Regions from separate parts of the Sus scrofa genome. Here regions 2 and 3 are each linked to region 1. Evidence: chromatin contacts called from public Hi-C and HiChIP or PLAC-seq data. All regions are on one chromosome and are shown on one strand. The core of a region is the stretch at or near the end of the contact, and the rest is flanking DNA. Distances in the headings are between cores, read along the strand shown.

Region 1 (3,179 bases), core at 451-2,950:
CTGAAACAGAAACACAGCAAATGTATTTATATAATATGCACTATGGCTCCCAGAGAGTTCATGCTCTGTGCAAAACTGCACTGAATAATCATGGTCTAGAAAGCTGAAAGAAATTATAAAGTCATTTCAATTTTTCTTGCAGGGGCCCAAAGAACATTAACCCCTTCTCCACTCCCCTGTAGCTCTTTCTCTCTCTCATTCTAACACCTCTAAATCCGCCTCAGGCACAGTCCTCTCCTCCCTTTTATCAGCCTTTCTCAGTTCCTTTACGGATGTTCTCCGCTACATCTTTTCTCCCCAACAAGTGGCAATCCGTAGTAACTTTCCAAGACTCGGTTTTTTTCTCTAGTAATTGGTCACACTCTGCATTTTAAAAGATGCTAGAACCAAGCTGGTAAAGACTTTTTTCAGTTGGGAGCAGGGAAAAGCGGAGAACAGCTTAGTCCATTCACAAATAAGCATTGATTTCTCCACATTTTGAATTTTGATTCTGTTAATTATTGGTTCATGCGTATCACAGTTTATCTTCCCAAGTAGCCTATGTTTGGAGAAAAGGCGGTAGGGGATTGCTGTCACTATTTTTATTCTTTACAGTACTTTAATTTTTTAAATTTGTGTAAAAACCATAATTGTGGGGATCTTCAGCACCCCTGCCCGAGGAGCTGCGGTTGGGGGAAGGGTGGTCCTCAGTTTGACAGCGTACTTTAAGATACTCATTTCCAGGCTCGCTTCCAGAGTCTAAGTTTGTGTATTTCTTAAACGTCAAATGCCTTCTTTTCAGGCCAGAACAACCTTAGTGATGTTAAAGATTAAGAACTGCACAACCTCAGACACTGGACCCCCGTGTAATCCCCCGAGCTTTTAGACAGGTGTTAGTATTAGACTTGGAGCTAGAGAACCCTGTTTCTGTAACCACTCCGTCTGGGCACCTTACTTCCTCGTGGCGCGTCTCCCTGTCCGCAAAATGGGGATAGTCACATCTGCCTCTTACCTGTTACGTGGGGACATACGGTGGATACACAACCCTTTTAAAACTTTCTCTTTGGAGAAATCACCCAGGCTTGGTTCCTGCCCTGCTCATATGAAAGAGACCGATTTAGAACCCCCTGTTGGCCTCCCAGTGACGTAATGTCGAAGAATTTTAAATTCGGAGATGTTTCCTCAGAAAGGACAGGGGGTTAAAAACAGAACCGATTAAGTCTGGCCAGCAGCTACATCTTTTCTCCCCAACAAGTGGCAATCCGTAGTCCACTGTCTCTGGCACCTTAAGCTTTAACTTTGGGGAAACAATGAACTCTGGGCTCAGGCCTTCAGGCGAGCCAAAAAACTGGAAGTGGTTATGCCTGTTTGCAGGCCTGCGAGGCATGAGGAGATGGCGAAAGGAGAAATGAGCTGCTCTCTGGTTCACTTACAACCAGCTCGCCCTTCGTACCTAACCCAGCTAAGAGTTGCTGCCGCCATTTTGCAGGGTGGGCTGCGCAGGCTCTTGGCGCAAGGCCCGCGCTCCTGAGCGGGAGAGGACGTGGAAGGTTTGGAGGGTGGGGGAACGCGCGCTACGAGGGGGAAGTACGCGTGCGCACAGGCGGTGGCGGCGAAGTGGGTGGGACCAGGGTACGAATGCGCGTGCTCGGTGGGAGCCCGCGAAGTACCTGGAGGAGGTGGGGGGCGAGGTAGCAAGGAGTGATGTTGAAGAGCGCTTGCGCAGGAGAGAGACTGTGCGGGGAGGGGGGCTTCCGAGCACGCGCGCGGAGGCGGGACTTGAAGAGCTCTCGCGAGATCGTCAGGGTGCTATATATGTGCGCAGGGAGCCCGCGTCCTTTCCCTGGTGTGATTCCGTCCTGCGCGGCTGTTCTCCGCAACACTAGTGGATTATCTCCGTCCGCCTTCTCTCCCACCCAAGTGCGTGCCACCAACCCATGGAAGATTCGATGGATATGGACATGAGCCCCCTGAGGCCTCAGAACTATCTTTTCGGTAAGTACTGGCGTGTTGGGCCAAGGCCGAGCGCGGCCTGGTGGCTTTGGAGTGGGTGGTGGAAATCACACTGAGGCCTGGGCAGGTGGAGAAAGCTAAGCAGGCTGGAGGCCTGCGGGAGTGGGAAGCGAGCTGCTGGGGTCCTGAAGCTTAAGGATGGGGACCTGGGAGGGCGAGCCGGCACCACGGAGTGACTGGGAAGTAAGGGCGGCCTGAAGCGTGAGCGGTCCGAGGCCCAGGGCCTGAGTTAATGTGGAACCCACCGGTTTAGGGTTGGGCGTTAGCTGGGGCACGTGGTAGAGCTCCGGGCATAATTTTTTCCTGGGGTTGCGTGAGTTGGTAGGCTTCTGATTCCAGACTAGTGCCTGATGCTGGACTCCAGGTTGGTGGTGCAAGAGATTGTGGGGGATCAGGGTGTGAGACGTGGGCTTCCTATCTGGACGGAGAGGACAAATGGAGCCTGGCGTTGTCCTACAGGCCTAAAGGGTCAGGAGGTCTAGGGCCCAGACTCGGCCCGGGTTCTTCGGCCGGTTACAGGGGGATGGGAGCCGCGGCCCGGCGTGGGGAGGCCGCTACCGCTGGGAGCACGTGGTTGCCACGTGGTTGGGGGAAGGAGGGGTGTGGGCGCTACATCCGGGGTTCACTGGTGTCTTGTCACTCCGAGCCTGGGGTCCTGGGGCTTAATTGAGGATGGTGGACGGGAAATTTTAGGTGAAGTGGTTCGTAGCGCCAGTACTCTTGAGGTCTTTGTTAAGTGGTTAACATCAGTGCTGGTAGTTCTAGAGTTCTTTTTCTATCTCTCCGCGCTCTTTGCAGATGACTTACTGATACTCGGAAAACTGAAGGTTGCACTTAATAGTTCCAACCCCACAACGCTTGCTTCCAGAGCTGGTGCTTTACAAATGATTTGGGAGGTGGGCAGCAGAGGCAGCCTTCTGTTAAACTTGTAGTTCTATTACCAAGGTTTTGTTGCTCACCTCAATCACACAGTGCCATCCTAGGAGACTTGGGTTGGTTTTTCAACTTCACTAAACTTAATTGTTAAAGCCATTTTTTTTCGGTTAGGTTTTGAAGAAGTGCAAATGCCTTCAAGTTCATTTTGTTATATATCGTGCTGAGATATGTTAATTGAGCAGGAACATTTATACATCTCTTGCAGTAAATAAGTAGATGGCAATTAAATGGTATTATTTAAATTAAAATTT
Region 2 (3,179 bases), core at 260-2,759, 780 kb after region 1:
AGCCTCCTCAAAAGACATTCCTGGGGTCAGAGTGGCCTGCAAACTACAGGAGCCCTTCCTTCCTGCAGCTTGGGGATGGTAACTTGGGAAGGGGATGCCTTCCTGGAGGTACCACCAGCTTTAACATGTGGGTCTCTTTCAGCATAGGGTTTCCTGGGCGAAAGGAAATCAGGGAAAGGGTGGAGTCAAGTCCTAAGTGTTTGGGTCCCTAACGCGACTCAGCAACTCAGAATTTGTTCACAGCACCGGGAACCAGGCAATGACCTGCGGCAAACGTGTCTAGAATTAATCAGCTCTGCCCCCACCCACCCCTCCACAAAAGCTCTCTCGCTTCTTATTCCCCTAAGGGAAGGTGACTGCAGCCTGGGAGACTCCCCAGCTGTGACTCATCTACAGAATCAAATCTGATCCCCCAAGCGCCGGATTCACGAGGCCCTGACCTACCCCTCTGCCGGCCCCAGTCCACATTTCCAAGCCTAACCTCGAACTCTACACCTCCCCCCACCCCCCACCGCGATTTCCTATCTCGCATCTCTGGCTTCTCTTCAGGTGCCTACCCAACTTCACCGGTCACAACCCTTTCAGCTGCAGCTGTGTTTCTCCGTCCCCATCGCCTCGGCATTCTCACAGCTTCTGGGTGGCGTCCCTTAAAAAGTATACCTAGTATCCCAGCTTTAGCGCAGATGCCTCATCTGAGGATGCTAAAGTCTTATAAGCGCCCCTTTGTCTCCCCCTGCGGCGCCGAGAGCCGAGAGCCGTGCGGGGCGCACAGGAAGTGCTCAGAAACTTAGCCCCGGGGCAGCAGCCTTGCCCAGAGAGGGAGTTGGGTGCGCAGAGACTCAGTCGGGCTGAGCGTGGGCACCCCCTCCCCCAAAGAACAAGGGTCACCAGGACAAGAACCTGAGTTCAGGGCCAAGCAGCCCCTCTGCGCTCTCCCGAGCGGTGAGCGAGACTAACCAGGGCCAGCGCCCCTTCCTTCCGGAACCGCTCCGCGAGCCCCGAACCACCCACACCCCAGCGCCCTCACCTTGTAAACTTTGCCGAAGGCACCGTCGCCCAACTCGCCCACGATCTCCCACACCTCGTTGGGATCCAAGTCCCGGCGGACGTGCTCGTATTCGCGGGACTTTCTCTTTTCGAAGGTAGACAAGCGCAAGATGCGGCGGAAATTGGCGAAAGCCATGGCTAGGGGCACGCGAGCCGGGGGGCGAGGTGGCGCCGGCTCGGGCTCGGGCTGTGGCTCCGGCGGCCGCGAAGAGGAAGGGCTGGAGAGACGCCGCGGCGCTTGGGGTTCTCCCCAGACCCGCCCTTCCCCGCAGCCGGACACGGGTCAAGTGCGCCCAGGGCTCAGCGCCGCGGGAGCACCCGGAACCGCGCAGGCGGCTGTGGTCCCCGCCCCCGCTCGGTCCTGTCCCCGGGCTGCCTCCCGATGCCTGCCCGGCTCGCGCCGCGCCCCCGCCCAACCCGCCAGCCCCGGGACGCGTTCCGGGTACCCGGCCCCGCGCCCGCCCTCCTGCCCGGCTCCACCTGCAGCTCTTCGGCAGCGCCCAGAGACCCCCTAATTGGCTGCGGGCGCTGCCGGGCTCCGCCCATCGCCGCAGGGCACTCTGGAAACTGTAGTTCCCCCCGCGCGCCGCGAGCTGGCGAGCCACCGACCAGGCTTTGGGGAGTTGAGGAAACCCTTCAGCCGGGACCCCTCCGGGTCTGGGAGACCCGCCGCCTCTTATGGCTCCCCAAATTTCTGCGGGAGCAGGAGGGGAAGCGAATTGGCTTGTCACGAGTGCCCACTGATTGTTGTCCAAAGACCAAGAAGGCGAACTGGCATTAATCATTTAACCCGCCGGGTAACCATCCCGCTAGGCTGCTCTGCTCGCGCCCACTTTTCAGCTGGGAGCGCCAGGCGGGAAGGGCACCGGTCCGGGGCTACATATCCTGCTGGTGGATCCGGTGCCGGTTCCTCGGCGCGATGCTGCCTCCTAGCGAGGAAAATGCTGCGCCCTTGCGGCCGTGGGTGAGTCCCTGGAGGCCCAGGCTGGTTTCCTGCTTCCCAGGGGCTCTGCCCCATGGTGATCCACCGGCCAGGGTTGCTGGGCTAGGAGAAGAGCTCCTTGAGAGTTTATCACATGCTTCATAAGGGATCTTCAGATATATTTGCATATTAAGTAAAACGTTTCTTAATTTCCCAATTTTTCTAAGTAAGCTCCCCGTACGTAGAACCGAAATCTTTTGACCACCATCATCTTCGATCCTGGTCGTTTTCACCTGCCACTATTGTCTCTAGGACAGTTATACTTTTATGTATGTATGTATGTATGTATTTAAGGGCCGCAGGTGTGGCATACGGATGTTCCCAGGCTAGGGGTCTCATCAGAGCTACAGCGGCGGGTCTACGCCACAGCCACGCCAGATGCGAGCCTCCTCTGCGACCTACACCATAGCACCTCGCCTAAACACTGGATCCTTAACCCATGGAGTGAGACTAAGGATTGAACCCGCCTCTTCGGGGTTACTATCAGTTTCGTTTTTTCTGCTAAACCACAAAGGAAACTCCCTAGGACGGTTATACTTTTATCTAAATCTGCTAAGTAGGTTCCAAGTAGCAAGTCCGGAGGGTTGGGCAGCCTGTAAATCTTCTTATGGTAACTCTCCCTCATAAGCAAATGCAATCTGAGTGAAAGTCATACCCCAATTGTCCCCATCCCTGTGGAGAACCATCAGTGTGGAGATATTTTCAGCCCTCCCTGAGCCGTATGCAAACACCAATTACAGTTCCAAATGTAGAAAGCCAACCACAGAAGGCTGGGGTGCTGGTGGTGGTCTGTAAGAAGGGCACCCTGAGCAAAAGTTGCCAAGCATTTTGAAATGTCCCCACAACTCAATGAGTGGTTGCAATTGTAGAGGGTCTTTCTCACTAAAAGAAGAAAACACAGCCCAAGACTGAGCCCTCATTGACTAAGCCCACATCTAAACCTCCCACAACAGGCTGGAAGGCAGCCTTTTCATTAGTTTCAGTCTATTTGACCAACACTATGACAAGAGAAGGGGGACCACTGGGAGGCTTTCCCACTGGGAAGTGGAGGCATTTAGCACAGGGCAGTCAGGAAGGACTAGAAGTCCCCGGCCAGTTCATCCCAGGCTGGGCACAGCCACACAGGACTCTGTGAGACTGGCTCTACAAC
Region 3 (3,179 bases), core at 188-2,687, 570 kb after region 1:
CCAAGTCATCCACCAAAGAGCAAGTTCTTCGTTTCTACTAGCCACTCTCTCGTGGCCCTGTTTCTAAAAACCTTAGGCTCCAAGTCCCAAGGCGGAGGGGGGGTTGGGATTCGTGGGGCCAGAGGGTCTGGCCTGGGTACCAAAGGTTTCTAACAGAAGAGTGATCGATTTCCCAGGGGCCTAGGATTCTCTCCTACTCCTTTTCTAGAAGAAAGAACTGGCGGCGCAGATGAGGACAAGCCCTCTTCCCCCTCCCCAATTTCCCAGAGCGGCTCTGGAAAACGTGAAGTTACAGTGTCTCTTTCCTGGGAGATGGAATCCAGAGTACCTGGGGCCTCGCTATCCAAACATCCCTCTCGGCCGGGTAGGAAACCCTTTGTCCGAGAAGCCGGACACCACAGGGGCCCAGGAAAGAGGCCCCTTATCGGTCACAGCCTCAAACCCGAGAGCTCCCCACCTCCACCCCTGTAGGGCCTATGCCGGCATCCACACAGCCCTGGCTTGAGAAGAGGGTGCTGAGAGACCCCTTCTAGGACGCAGAGGCCGAGACCCCAGGTCGATCTTCTCTGTACCCCCTCCCATCACCATCTCACTCGGCCTGAGTGGGGCTTGCAAGAGCGATGCAGGCCTGGCCGGAGAATTAGAAAAAGAAAAAACAGAAAACCCCTTCTAAGGGAGGAAGGAGATGCTTGAGCGAGTGTGAGCTAAGGCCACAGCACAAGCGAGCGAGGGTCGTTCCAGGGATGGGCCCAGAGACAGGAGAGAAGGGAGGGAGGGAGGAAAACCGAGGGGCATGGAGGGGGCCGGACCAGGTCCGGCCTGAGATCTCGAGGGATCCGGAGTAAAGCGCGCCGGGCCGGAGGGCCCAGGTTCGGGCCGAGGCAGCGGGGAAGGGCCAGGGCCGGCCTCGCGCCGGACGTTGAGATGGGCAGGCCCGCCCGGGGCCGGACGGACGGAAGAACGGACGGTCCAGCGGGCCGCACTCACCATGAGCTCGATGGTCTTGTCCTCAATCACCGAGTCGGGCTCCATGGCGGCCCTGGCGGCCCCGCCTCGCTCTCCCCGCGCAGCAGCGAACGGCCCGGGCGGAGGAGGCGACGGCGGAGGCGGCAGAGGCGGAGGCGGCTATCGCACCCACTCTAGCTGCCAGCCCGCCCGGGCCGCCGGCAGCTCCGCCCTCCCCCTCGGCGAACGCAGTACGCAGAGCGAGGACTACAGCTCCCGGCAGGCGCCGCGGGTCCCGCAGAGCGTTGTGGGAACGAGAAGACCCCGCCAGACCAATCTCTCCTAGCCGTCCGAAGCTGAATTCTCAGCCGAAAGTAGCACGGGACTGCGAATGAGAGACGTGCAGACCTAAAGAATTACGGGCTTCCTCAAGGTGGGGCTTCAGGTGCGCGCCTACTACATATCCCAGAAAGCCCTGCGCGCGGGTTCTCTTTCCGGCTAGTTTCTTCTGACTTCCTGGCAGCCCGAGGCTCCCCGGACCCGGACGGAAACTCCAAGGCAACTCTTCACTTGCCAGCGATCCTGCGTGCGCGACCGATTTCCGCACATGCGCGGTCTGTGCCTGCAGTGCCCGCTCGACACCTAAGTAACGGCACGGTTGGTCTGGCCTCTGTGGCAGGGTGAGGTGTTGGCGACAGGTGGGTTCTAGGAAGGGATGGTCTTGGGGCTCAAGTGTCGGAGGGGGGCCAGCGAGCGAGAGAGCTCGGGCAGAGAAGGAGGCTCTGAGAGCATGGGCGTCCCAAGAGTGGCGTCCCAAGAGGGGTTTGGAAATTTAGTTGAGAAAGAGGAGTTTTGTGGTCTCTGTGCACCACGTACTGGGAGGAACTGAGAGGTGAAAGAGAACCTATTATTCATTCGTTTAGAAAGTATCTTTTAAACTTCCAGCCTCTGCTCGTCACTAGCCTAGGCCCTGGGAATCAGCTCTGATCCCTACAGACAAGGCTTCTCTTCTCACGCAGCGTAATTCTGGTAGGGGGAAGACAGACATTAACCATAAGAAGGAACACAGCTGGAGATGCCCAGTGAATTCTGCCTCCAGCTCGGTATAAACCTTATCAGGTCTGTCAGTAACCTCAAACCAAAGACGACAAAGGCCCGCTGAGAATTAACAGGTTGGGTTTATTGCTGGTTGCAGAGAGAGAGAACACACACCATGAAGAACTGTGGGGCATCTCAGGAGGAGTTGTCAGGTGATTTGGATGAGGGTTTAAGAAAGTGGGACTTTACCCTGGATAAGATGCTGTCAGAAAGTGGAGGTAATTTTATGATTGGGCATCTCAGTAAATGTTATCTAGACGGAAGGACTACTAGACGAGGCTGAAGTCCTGATTGGTAGAGAAGCAGGAGTCCCTCATTACCAGAATAAGGGCTATTTGGTCATTTTTTGTGGTTTGAACAATGTCCCTGTTTGATCTGTGTTCAGATTTAATTAGGAGTGGTTTCGCTTTTGTATTGGTCTATCATGGCCATAGAATGGCTTTGTCTAACATTTATGTTCTATGAAATTAGGTTCAACAAGAAAACACGAGGCCTAGCTAAGAGGACCAGGCTATCATCTAGTAACATTACTGCCTGTTTGATTGTATCAGGCCAGCTGCCAAATGTCAAAGGCTACTGTTCTCTTTCTCAAGTGTTTTGCATTTTCTGCACCTGTAAAGGGAAGGGACTAGATGACCTCTAAGTCTTTCCATTTCCAAGCACCGAATTGCTACAGTAATTTGTATGCATGCAGGACACAGTGTAAGTTCTGTTCAATACAGTTTTAAGTTTAATGGCCCTTATCCGATGCTTTCTACTTAGGGAATTGAAAGAAAAGCAATAGGAAGAACACAGAATTAAAAAGCTATTATTCCTAACATGGTGTCTGAATTTCACCAGACCCCTTTGCCTCTCTAGGCTTTGAGACATTCATTAGTTAAATAAAGGGATTGGAATAAATGACCTCTATTTCAGCTACCTATTGCATCATCATAAACTACCTCTAAGACTTAGAAGTTTAAAATAACAGTGCTTTCTTATTCTTTGCAATTGTGTGGGTTAACTGGACTCAGCTGGTCCCACGTAGTATAAGCCGAGATTACTCATGAGACTGCAGTCAGCTGGGAGCTCATCAAAACAGCTTCCTCATCCTCCAGGGCCTCTCTCTTTACCTGACTTTTTACCGTTCAGGCTTC

The links. A called contact is a pair of places that touch in the nucleus more often than the background predicts. HiChIP or PLAC-seq counts read pairs in DNA pulled down with a chosen protein or histone mark.
Region 2: a contact with region 1 is called in a Hi-C map of liver, with 5 times the contacts expected there. The contact joins the promoter of STK10 here to the promoter of NPM1 in region 1. A contact is called at or near these places in 1 of 5 promoter capture datasets (liver) and 1 of 47 Hi-C or Micro-C datasets (liver).
Region 3: a contact with region 1 is called in an H3K27ac HiChIP or PLAC-seq map of alveolar macrophages. The contact joins the promoter of FBXW11 here to the promoter of NPM1 in region 1. A contact is called at or near these places in 2 of 5 promoter capture datasets (fetal liver and liver), 2 of 47 Hi-C or Micro-C datasets (liver and psoas muscle) and 2 of 2 datasets of contacts at active chromatin or transcription factors (alveolar macrophages and skeletal muscle).

What each region holds. Positions count from the first base shown.
Region 1 is chr16:52,780,383-52,783,561 of Sscrofa11.1, reverse strand. It overlaps NPM1 (nucleophosmin), which reads left to right and starts at 1,700. Exons shown (of 11, transcript XM_013990662.2): 1 at 1,700-1,974. The coding sequence starts at 1,917. LOC102158455 (a long non-coding RNA gene) reads right to left here and starts at 1,736. Exons shown (of 3, transcript XR_001304781.2): 1 at 1,650-1,736.
Region 2 is chr16:52,002,098-52,005,276 of Sscrofa11.1, reverse strand. It overlaps STK10 (serine/threonine-protein kinase 10), which reads right to left and starts at 1,509. Exons shown (of 19, transcript XM_021077114.1): 1 at 1,028-1,509. The coding sequence starts at 1,183.
Region 3 is chr16:52,210,659-52,213,837 of Sscrofa11.1, reverse strand. FBXW11 (F-box/WD repeat-containing protein 11) reads right to left here and starts at 1,437. Exons shown (of 14, transcript XM_021077115.1): 1 at 988-1,437. The coding sequence starts at 1,032.